Regions from separate parts of the Rattus norvegicus genome. Here region 1 is linked to region 2. A link is a contact called in public Hi-C data. All regions are on one chromosome and are shown on one strand. Each heading gives the region's core, a stretch centred on a gene start, on an enhancer-like site or on the middle of the called end of the contact. The rest is flanking DNA. Distances are from core to core; before and after follow the strand shown. Region 1 has its middle 85 kb from the start of Slc38a2. Region 2 holds the start of Slc38a2 (solute carrier family 38, member 2).

Region 1 (4,885 bases), core at 347-2,846, 84 kb after region 2:
AGAGAGGCCCATAGAGCCCCGAACACAATAATATGAACCTCAAAAGTGTTTTGACAGGATTAAAACGAGGCAGTCGTGGAAAGGGTCTGCATTTGAATAGTCGAGGCGGGGGTGGTGGGGATACAATCTACCAATCATCCATGGAACAAGTAATTCTATAGCCACACCGCGTGGCACGCTTAAAGCAGAGTTTCTTGTGGATTTTAATGCTAACTGTGTGAGTTTGGGGAAGTTGCCTTGCTTCCCTGAGCCTTGGTCTCCTCAGCTAAGGAGAGTAAGGAGCCTGATCATGAGGACGAAATGAAACAGTACATATGCCTAATTTAGCATGCCTAGCCCATGATAAACAGGCCATAGATGTTAGTTTATACCAGTAATCATTACTTCCTGAGAAAAGGGAAGAGCGGTGAAAGTACAAATGACATGGAGATAAAATCTAATTCAAAGTCAGAAGTTTGGATCTCGGGCAACTGAGACAGCGTGTCTTAGGAGACCGATACATTTCCCAGAATAGATGATGGAGCTTTCCGTGGGGCCATAATGGGGTAATGTTTGTCACAGAGGAGGAGAACAGGCTAGAGAGTGGCTGACTCTTTACAGTGGTAGTGAGCACCTTTTGTGTGTCTGGCATTGTGGGTTGGTGGAGAGTAAGGCAGAGAAGCCCTGGCTGGCTTTTCCAGTTAAAAGTGGGTGAGGAAGATCATGTCTAGAAAAAAGACACCCACCCAAACAGGAAAGGCTTTGGAAAGTGAGGCGATCATTGGATTAGGATCAGGATAGACAGTGTGTGTGGGGTCTTCTATCAGGTTCTGTATAGACTATGGGACCCTATTGAGCAACAAGAAGTTGAGAGGTACAACAGAAGACACAGGTATTGCTACAGTAACTAAAGGTTGAGGCACCCTAAGAGATGGGTTTGACCGAGGAGGACAAGAAAGCTGAGATTTCATCTCTTTAATATTAAGACCTCCAGACTCAGATCTCATTTGATGGAACCCATGGTCTAGAGGTAGGGTGGAGGGAAAACGCAGGTTCACATGAATCTATTTGACTTTCTCAAATCTCAGTTTCCCCATCTGTCCCATGTTAACTCTTGAGCCTCCTACATGGGTATAGGAATAACTCAGTTCCGAAGGGGAGCGGGGACAGATAATAGTGTCTCATAGACCACAAAGCCAGAGTGTGGGGATTCTAAGGCAGTGTGATTTTTATAGTCCCAACCACTGCTAGGACCTTTAACAAAGACTACAGGGCTGAAATAACAAACCCAGCAATCTTTTCCAGTGAGGCAAAGCCTCTGGATCCTTGTTCTTAGTCCTTCCATAAGCCACTCCCTTTTGTTGACGTCTTGAACGGGCTATTGGGGTGTAATCGGTTTATCTTAAAATGTCATCTTAAAGCGGCACCCAGGTCTTTGTGGAAACAGTAGCCTCTTCTGGTTCTCTGTCACGGGTGATGGCTCTCCTGCCACCCTCCTCCGTGCCAGAAACTCATCCTTAAATACTTTTAATTGACTGCATCTCTCTGTCCTGTAATTCTAGCTTGCAAAATAAGCTCTCCTAAAAATATCATCCGATGACAAGTCCAGCCTGCCATGCTTTCAGTTTCTCACGTCTTGGGTGACTTGAAGGTGCTCACATCTCCCTAATCCCTTTAGCAGACAGGGTGTAGGGCGGTTCCTCTGTGTGTGCTTCTTCCTTCTATTCGTTGAAGCGTTGTATTTTTTTTTTAATTTAAAATATTTGAAATTTGTTTGCCTATCTACTGGATGCGGACGAGGGAGGTATGCACGCCATAGGGCACATGCAGAAGTTAGAGTACAACTTGTGAGCGTGGTTTTTTTTTCCCTTCTGCCATGTGGGTTCCAGAGGGTTGAATTCCGGTCACCAGACTTGGTGACAAGTGCGTTTACGTTCTCGCCTGTCTTGCTGTTCCTGACACAGTTTTTCTTGTACCTTCATCCCTTGGTCTATAGCTTACTGTTCTAGGACACTGCTCCATAAACACAATAGGAAGCCCTACCTTCCGCCCCCCCCCCCCCAGATCACATTTCCATGCTGGCCCCAAATAGCCTAAAATAAGACTCAAAACAGAGGCACTGTAAAGTGCCATGCCACCCAACAGAAACCAGCTCGCTATATGACTGACCACCTTGAGAAGTCAAGAGAGATGACATCCAAACGGGCCACTTTCCTTCAGTGTGAAAGTGATGTCCTCCCCACTGTCACTCTCACACACCAAGGCTAGTGGAAATGGCACGGTGACAACCAGTCTCCTGTGGCTCTACTGATCTCCCCAGTGTCCATGAATTACATGGAAAGAGCAGTAAAGGCCAACCACTTTTTCTTAGTTTCTGCTTTCCTCACCCATTTGCTGCCTGTGAAGCCAACCTTGGCTGCTCACCCCCTTGGAATTCTGTCTCCTTTATGGGATAAAGGTCCTTATCCACTCATACCCCCAGGGATAGCTAACCAAGGCTGGTAGATTTGAAAGGATTTGCCTTTTGTGCCTTTTGACAGCGGCGTGCGCTGGATCGTCTTTGTCGCTGAGGATCCTGGTGGAAAAAAATGTCTTCAGTGGTGGAATCTGGCCCTTCATCCTACCCATTACGAGCTGGCACTCTCTAAACACCTTTGGCCTCTGGGGTTGAGAATTCCAACATGGAGCTCTCTGCACCTTGACAGCGCTCTTGACAGCTGCCCGGAACTAGAGTTCTGTGCAACCAGGCCAGGTGCACTCGGTGTTTTGGTGTGCTTGCACCACTTCCGGTTGCATGGTTTAGTAACTTCGAGAATTGAAACACTTCCCCTGATTCTCCACATCAAAGTAGGGGGTGGTCCTGGAAGGAAGTAGGGTATGGTGTGCTCCCGAACATTCTGGGGTACAGAGACATGGAGGTCAGGGCCAGAGAGCTAAGGCTAAGCTAGGCTGTCTAGATTCAAACGCTGTTCCAAAACCAGAATTGAGTGGAAAAACAAAACAAAACCCCAGATCTGCATAAAAAGCTTCAGACACCACTTGGCTCGTGTCTACTGATATTATTCAAGGAATACATCAGACTGCCCCTGCAGGATGTGCACCCCCCTATGCTCAGGTATGCACGAGAGTGGGCAGGCGCATGTTCTGCAGGACCCCAGTGGGAACTGCGCATGCCAAGAACTCGAGCTTGAGTATCGCGTTGGATCTTGCTTCTAGGATGAGGCTCCTCTTTTGCAGCAGCCCCTGCTTTGGCCGCAGCTGGATCGCTCTCCCATTTGGCGCCCCTGGGTTCCTGTCCAAATCTATTTTGGCAGTCATTTCTGTGGAGACGGGACTACGTCTGTACTGTTCAATGTTATATCTGTAACTATTAGCTTTTGGCAGAGGAGGATGTAAAAGCATGTTTAACAAATGATACATGGAATTCTAGAAAGTGCTATTGGACGTAAGCAGCTTCCAAGAGATATTCTTGCATTTAGTAAAGTCAACATGCTGTGATGGGGTTGTGTGGGTGGAGGGGGCGGGGACAGGGATACTTGAGAACATTCTATTAGCAGAAACACACTGTAAATTTCAATTACAGGGTAAAACAAATATGAAGGTTTATAAACTGATCTAGAAAATGGTTCTATAATGTTACAAAACAATACAATACAAATACAAATATAGGTGTGCAGTTTAGCACTGACTTTAGAAAAGGACATCGAATGGAAGATTCCATGCATAAGAATCACACAATAAAGATTGAGAAAATATTATAATTGTCTCAAAGCAAATTTTGATGATGACTATTTCTTGTCTATTAATTAATTGGTCTGGTGTCTAAGGAGAACAAGGCCAGGAAAGTTACCCTGCCGTATTTTTAGAAGTACTTAAGTGACCTACCTATCTGACAGCGCTTTGAGAGCTAGACCATGTCCAGAACGTTTTGTATCTTTGTGGAGCATAAGATACATTCTTGCCACCCGCCCCTTTCTTTTAAGGAATCCTGCAGATCAAGTGTCGGGCCACAGTGGGATACTTGTTCTAAAGCAATCATCAGCCAGGTTGAGACAACATGAAAAGTATTTCTAAGTTTGCCAAGAGTTTGTTCCCACACTTGAGTCCAGATATTTTCTTTTGCTCCTTGGAGATGGTAGAGGCAAGTCTCTGTATCACAGGATGCTTGGTAGTGGATGTCACATCAGGTTGAGTGACTGGCTTGTAATCCCTCCTGTTTTAGCAGAGTAATTAAAAAAGACAGGAAAATCCCTTTTGATCTCTGACTGTACCTATTTATAAAAACCTCTTACGGACCAAAGAAGCTCCATCTCACAGATAAAATGTAAAGACATAGATACTAAGTGTTGGAATAAGTTGAAATTTGGAGACAAGGTGTGCTGTCTAGTTTTGTGACAACTTGACACAAGCTAGACATCACAAAAGAGAGAGCCTCAGTTGAGAAAGTGCCTTCATATGATTAGCCTGTAGGGAATTTTCTTAATTAGTGATTGATAGAGGAGAGCTCAGCCCATTGTGGGTGGTGCCATCCTTAGGCTGGTGGTCCCTGGTTCTATAAAATAAGCAGGGTAAGGTATAAGGAACCAACCAGTAAGAAATCACTCCTCCCAGACATCAGCTCCTGTCTCCAGGTTCCTGCCCTGCTTTAGTTCTTGCCCTGACTTCCTTCCGAGAAGGACTAGGAAGTAGAGACGTAAGCCAAGTAAACCCTTTACCCATACTTGTTTTTGGTCATGGTGGTCACCACAGCAGCAGTAAACCTAACAGAGACCAATGGTGTGAACCGCTGATGTCAATAATTTTAACAAATTATGCAAAATTTTTGTATGTACAAAAAAGTACAAAGTTCCAATTCTTATTTTCCATAATCAGCCAAAGGAAACTAAAAGAAGACTATTTTTGCTTC
Region 2 (5,492 bases), core at 918-3,417:
GGCAAGACAGTCGACATGGAACCTATTTGGAGCCACTCCACTTCCGCTTAGACCAAAAGTTCCTTACTCTAGACTTATCCGATCTCTTTCAGTTAGCAACACCTTCTGGAAAGACTGGCTTTTTTAACCCGTCAGTTTTAAGCGCTACCCCGAGTTCTAACTTGCTTTCACAAGGACACACGGTACACATTAGAAACAGATTCGGATTTCTCACACTTTAAAATCTAAGTTATTTTTTTTAAACACTTTGAGAACAGCAAGCTGCTTTTTTTTTTTCTCCTGGAGCCAAGAATACGTTTATCATATTAACTGCCCCGCACGGCAGGCTCACTACTTACACATACTTACATAAAAAGAGCAATTCCAGTATTAGCCATGGCATAAGAAAGCCCAAGGATTCCACTGCCCACAATCGCATTGCTCAGATTAAATACTGACATTCCAAAGGAAGTAGTACCTGGATGCTACACAGAGGGAAACGATAACCAAACATATAACAATAATTAAAAGGAGAAAAACCACCTTTGGGCAAGTCAGATTTGAAATCTAAAAGTAACACTATTCGTTTACTCCACAAAGCCAGGCACATAAAGAGTACTGTCAACTTACAAAGTCTGTTTCGTACTTCTTCTTCCCCAGATTCGATTCAAGTAAAAAGTTCTGGTTTTCGGGGTCCACGTCCACATAATGGCTGCAAAAATTAAAAAAAAATTTTTTTTTTTAAAAAAGACCATTGTCACCCAACGGAAAGATAAGAACACCACGTTTTTTTTATAGTTTACATAGATAGAGTAAGATAGCCCTTCAGTTCCGCTTAAGTTAATGCAGGACTCGTCACATGGGCTAGGTGTTCTAGAAGGCAATACGATCGGTCATGCAGTAACAACCGGGTAATTTAGGAGGCTACTCTCTCCGGGGCTGTGTGAGCAAGGGAGAAGACCGGAGCCCTGGGCGAGCCTTCTGGTTCCTGGGTGTGAGCGTTAGCCTGTAACCGATAAGCAATCCCTCCAGCCCCGAGGCGACCGTGTGTGCAAGGTCTTTTTTTTTTTCTTTTTTCTTTTCTGCAAAGCTCACTTCTCCCACCTTTTTAGAGCAGCCTGCTTCGTGGGGTATGAGTAGTTGAAGTCACCGTTGGAGCTGTAACTGCTGCTGTCCTCATCCGGGGAGATGTTGAACCTTCCCATTTCGGTCTTCTTCATGCTGATCCGGAGGAACGGTGTTCAGCGCGCGGCGCGAGCTTCCTTTTGTCCTTGGCGGCGCACTGGCCCTCGAGGCTGCCTGCGAAGGTAGAAGGCGGCGCGTCAGGACTGCGGCGCCCGCCCGCCCCCGACCACGTGACGCCGCCGGGCGGCGCAGCGCGGCTGATTCATCCCCCGCCAGGCGAGTGGAAAAGTACCAGGCGAGCGAGGGGCGGGGGCGCGGAGAGGGGCGGAAAAGTACCGACGGCGGGGCCGCGAGAACAAAGATGCGCCGCCGCGGCGCCCCTCCAGCCGCCCCGGCGCCGAGCCCGGTCCCCCCCGCCCCAGCCGGGGCTTGTTTACAGGGCACACGCCGAGCCCTCCCGCGGCCGCGGCTGCCCGGGGTAGCCGGCCGCCGGCCCCTCCTCTGCCCCGGGAGGAACTGATGCAATACCGAGGGGCGATTGTCAAGCCCTCTCGGCTCGCCTCTCCCCACGCCCGGACTCCACGATGGGTTTCCAAGCCAATGGAGTCACAAGACCCCGGCTTGCAGCAGACAAGAGACCCGCGCGCGGCTCCCCCTCCCCCTAACGGGAGGTTGCGGCCGGGTGCCCGCAAGCCCCCACTTCTCCCGCCGCCGGCGCCGCCCGCGTCCCCGCTACCGCCCATCCCCCGCCTCACCTCGGTGCTCTTCCTGCGAGCTGGCCCACCTCACGGCAGCGTCTCCCGCGGGCTGTCTCGGTCACACCAGAATTGTAAAACGAGGCAAAAATAAGTGTGGTCGGAGTCCCCCCCCCCTTTTTTTCCTTTCTTTTTTAAATTAAAAAAAAAAGAAAATCCCCGCAATCCAACAGGCACAAGAGATGGATTTTTTTCTTTCTTAGATTTAATTATTCAAGAGATTATAAAAAGAAAAAAAAAGCGGGGAATGGCGGTCACGATCCTCCAGCAGAGACTAAGGGGTGGTGGCGCGGGCGACGGCGTGGCGCGGTGTGGAGCTGCCTCCGGAGCGCGAGTTATAGCGGCCTGGAGCCGCGTCAGTGGGCGGGGCGCGGGCGTTCGTCTTTGTGTATCAACAGCACCTGGGCTCCGCCTCCCTGCTGCTGCCCCGCACCCCGAGTCGGGGGGCCAGCCGCACCCCGCTTTCCCGTGGCTCCGGCTGCCGTGGCACCGCAGCCCCGTGGGTGGCCGCCACCCGCGGCTGCCGTAAGGAGCCAGCTCCTTAGATTCCCTCCCAGCGCGGTCTCCAACGCTGCGTTTCGGGGACACATCCGGCGTGTGTGCGGTACCCTACACCCCCAGACACCCCAAACCACCCCCAGCCCGCGACTTAAGATTTACGTTAAGGGTTTTTCTCCCGCAGAACTTGAGCCAGCGCTGCCACGCTGCCCGGAGGGGCCCGGTTGTGTTCTCGATCTTTCCACCTAGATGTGCTTTCACTCTCCACAACTAGCCTGGTGAATGAGGGGCGGCTCGCAGTTCCGTGGCGGGATAGACTTTGGGGTTGCACGTGTCACAGCGTACTAGGGACGGTTGCGTTGGACCAGCAAGCCCTTAAAAGGGGTTCGGGGATGGGAGACCCAGCCCTTCCGAGGCCGCCTAGGGGCGCCCTGTTCCCTCTTGCCCGACACTTTCCCTCCTGCCTCCACCCCACCCCTGGTGTTAGCGTCTCCTCCAGCTTCCAGCGAGCGCGCGCCCTCGTTGGAATGTAGGCCTGGAGCTTTCTCTGCGGCCCGGATCCCTCGGTGGAGCTGTGGTCTTGCAGAGTCGGGCGACCCGGGGAGCCCCTGAGACTAGAATATTCGGTGCTGCCGGAAAGGCGAGGGCCCTTCCCTTTTGGGTTGAACAAAGACCCCCGAGGAGAGAGAAAAATGCTGCTTGAATGGAGGAATAAACAAACGAGTTTGACCTAGTGCTCTCTTCCTTTGGGGGACGTGGGAGAGATTGGGCTGGGCAGAGAGGAAAGGGCTGGGTGTGATCACCGTTTTTTGCCTTCAATGTTTTCCTGAGGAAATCTGTAACGCTGGCTATTTCCGTGGCACGTAAGACTTGGGGTGCCTTCAGCCTGTGCCAGTGTTCGTGATTGACAGGGCAGGACCCCATTTCCCCTTTACACACTGTTCCTCATCCTAAACCTTTGGTCCCGCCAGCCACACTTAAACAATAGTCTTACATTAATGCTGCACGTCCCCTCGCCCCTCTCAAGTGCCACTGTCGCTTTAGATTTAAGAACCAGGAACGCCCTTTTTTCAGCCTCCCTTGATTAAAGCCCCCCCCCCCTCAGACCTCTTTTTGGCAGTTCTGTTTTCTAAACTTTGGGGTGTCCCAACTTTATAAATCTGTGCTGTCTTGTACAGTCCTCAGATTGTTCAAATTTGTGGTCTTGTGTCGACAGTCTCCCCATGGAGACCGAACTCTCCTCAGACCGGAGGTGAGGAACTCGACGGATAATCAGAACTAGAAAAGTCTTGATTACCTTCTTTCCAAATGCTCACCCCAGTAACATCCGAGCAGCTCCTCTCAGGAAAAGCTTGGTGGTGGGCTCGAGGAATCCTGGGAAATTCCTTTCTATCGGGTTTCAACTGATAAAAATCAAAAGGTCTTAAACCACTTTTTTTTTTTTTTTTTTTTAATTCTAGGTAAATCTCTTGCCCTCTGAATACTCCGAGGTATTCAGGAAGTTCTGTAGGTTGTTGGTCATGGCTGCAATTCGAAATACAACTACATCTATTGTCCTTTGGACTTTTTGGTGGTGGTTCCTGCTATAGGATAGTTAAGGGGAGGGAAGAAGAGAAGGAGGGAGGGAGGGAGGGAGGGAGGGAGGGAGGGAGGGAGGGAGGGAGATTGATTGATTTAGAGGCCTTTATCCGAGTTTCTGGATGGTCAGAAACAGAATAGTTCGTGACCAAAACAAAGCAAAAAAAAAAAAGTGATTTTTTTTTCTATCACCATTTTGATTCTTCCAAACAGCGACCCAAAAACACATGAGTGGGCCTGGAGAGATGATGGCTCAGCGGTCAAGAGCCCTGGCTGCTCTTCCAGAGGATCCAGGTTCTAGGTCTCAGCACTCGAATGCCAGCTGACTCAGCTGACTATCGTGATAGCCAGCCCTAACTTGGCGACACTGTACCCAGAAAGACACAATTCTACCCCAGGCCCACCTACTTTAATTATTAATGGCACTTCTTTCTAAAATGGCCAGGTCTGTGTAACACTTTATGCATTGGAACCCTAACACTACCACATCTAACTCCAGCTCCAGGGGATCTAAAGCCCTCCTCTGGCTTCAGGGGCGGTGGCCACAGCACACACGGGGGCGCACAGACGCGCACGCAGGCAAAACACCAATAGGCCTAAAAACAAATTTTTTTTAAAGATTCTGACCCAAGTGTTTCCCCACCGAGACCTCAACTGGGTTATCGCTGTTTTCCTTTGTCTAAAAGGCGGGAGACACAACTGTATCACCAGATGTTGCAAAGCTGACTCTGCACTTTTTAAACGGCGAGGAGGGACCAAGTGGTTGAGACTGATGAATTCAATGGCATCAACTTAACATTCTTCTTTGGGAGTAGGCTTGAACGGGGGAGAAATCAGCATCCTACTTGTAGCCATCCTAAGCGTTTTTCGGTGAAACTTGTATTTTGACTAAATATGGTGCATTTTGAGTTGCGATGTAAAATGCACTTGCAGGGTATTTTTGAACCAAAGTTTCCAAAGCATGCCTGGGCTAGACTGGAACTCAGGGTCCCCTTTCCTTACCCCTGCCCCCTTTCCTTAACACCTGGAGTTGCAGCAGGAATTCAGCCTTTGCCACAACACCCGGTTTTTTGTGATGTAAAATGTATTTCTCACCGAGAAGTCTGGAAGAACAATCTGATGGCCAATTCCAGGAGAGAAAGGCAACCGCAAAATAGCCCTGGAGTTTTCTTGAGTGCATTGTCAGTGTCGGTGACGGAAAGTTTCCTGGGGTGGTTTTTTGTTTTGTTGTTTTGTTCGTTTGTTTTTGTTTTTGTCCCCCAGCCCCAGCCCCAACCAAGGTTTCCCGGTCTCACTCCGTATACTAGGCTGAACTTGAACTCAGAGATCCACCTGCCTCAGCCTCCCCACTGGGATTAAAAGCGTGCGCCACCGCTATCCGGCACGGTTTTTGGAGGTTTTCAGTGAGAGTGGATGGCTACCTTCTATAGAATTATTTTTATTGCCTTATATAATAAGAGTTTTGTTTTTTTTCTAAGGAGAGTCACGTTACTAGGCTATAATTAGCTAACCTTCCCAACCTGTTAAACAGCTAGGCTTAAGAGTGATCCTCAAAGT

Evidence for each region. A called contact is a pair of places that touch in the nucleus more often than the background predicts.
Region 1: a contact with region 2 is called in a Hi-C map of psoas muscle, with 1.5 times the contacts expected there. The contact joins the enhancer-like site here to the promoter of Slc38a2 in region 2.

What each region holds. Positions count from the first base shown.
Region 1 is chr7:129,825,100-129,829,984 of GRCr8, forward strand. It overlaps the pseudogene LOC120093719. Among named protein-coding and RNA genes, the nearest start is that of Slc38a2, 85 kb to the left of the region's middle. Within about 2 kb of position 1,597, at least 4 of the 93 cell types and tissues checked have an H3K27ac peak or open chromatin away from gene starts, as enhancers often do.
Region 2 is chr7:129,740,452-129,745,943 of GRCr8, forward strand. It overlaps Slc38a2 (solute carrier family 38, member 2), which reads right to left and starts at 2,168. Exons shown (of 16, transcript NM_181090.3): 1 at 1,860-2,168; 2 at 1,084-1,278; 3 at 610-691; 4 at 349-464. The coding sequence starts at 1,199.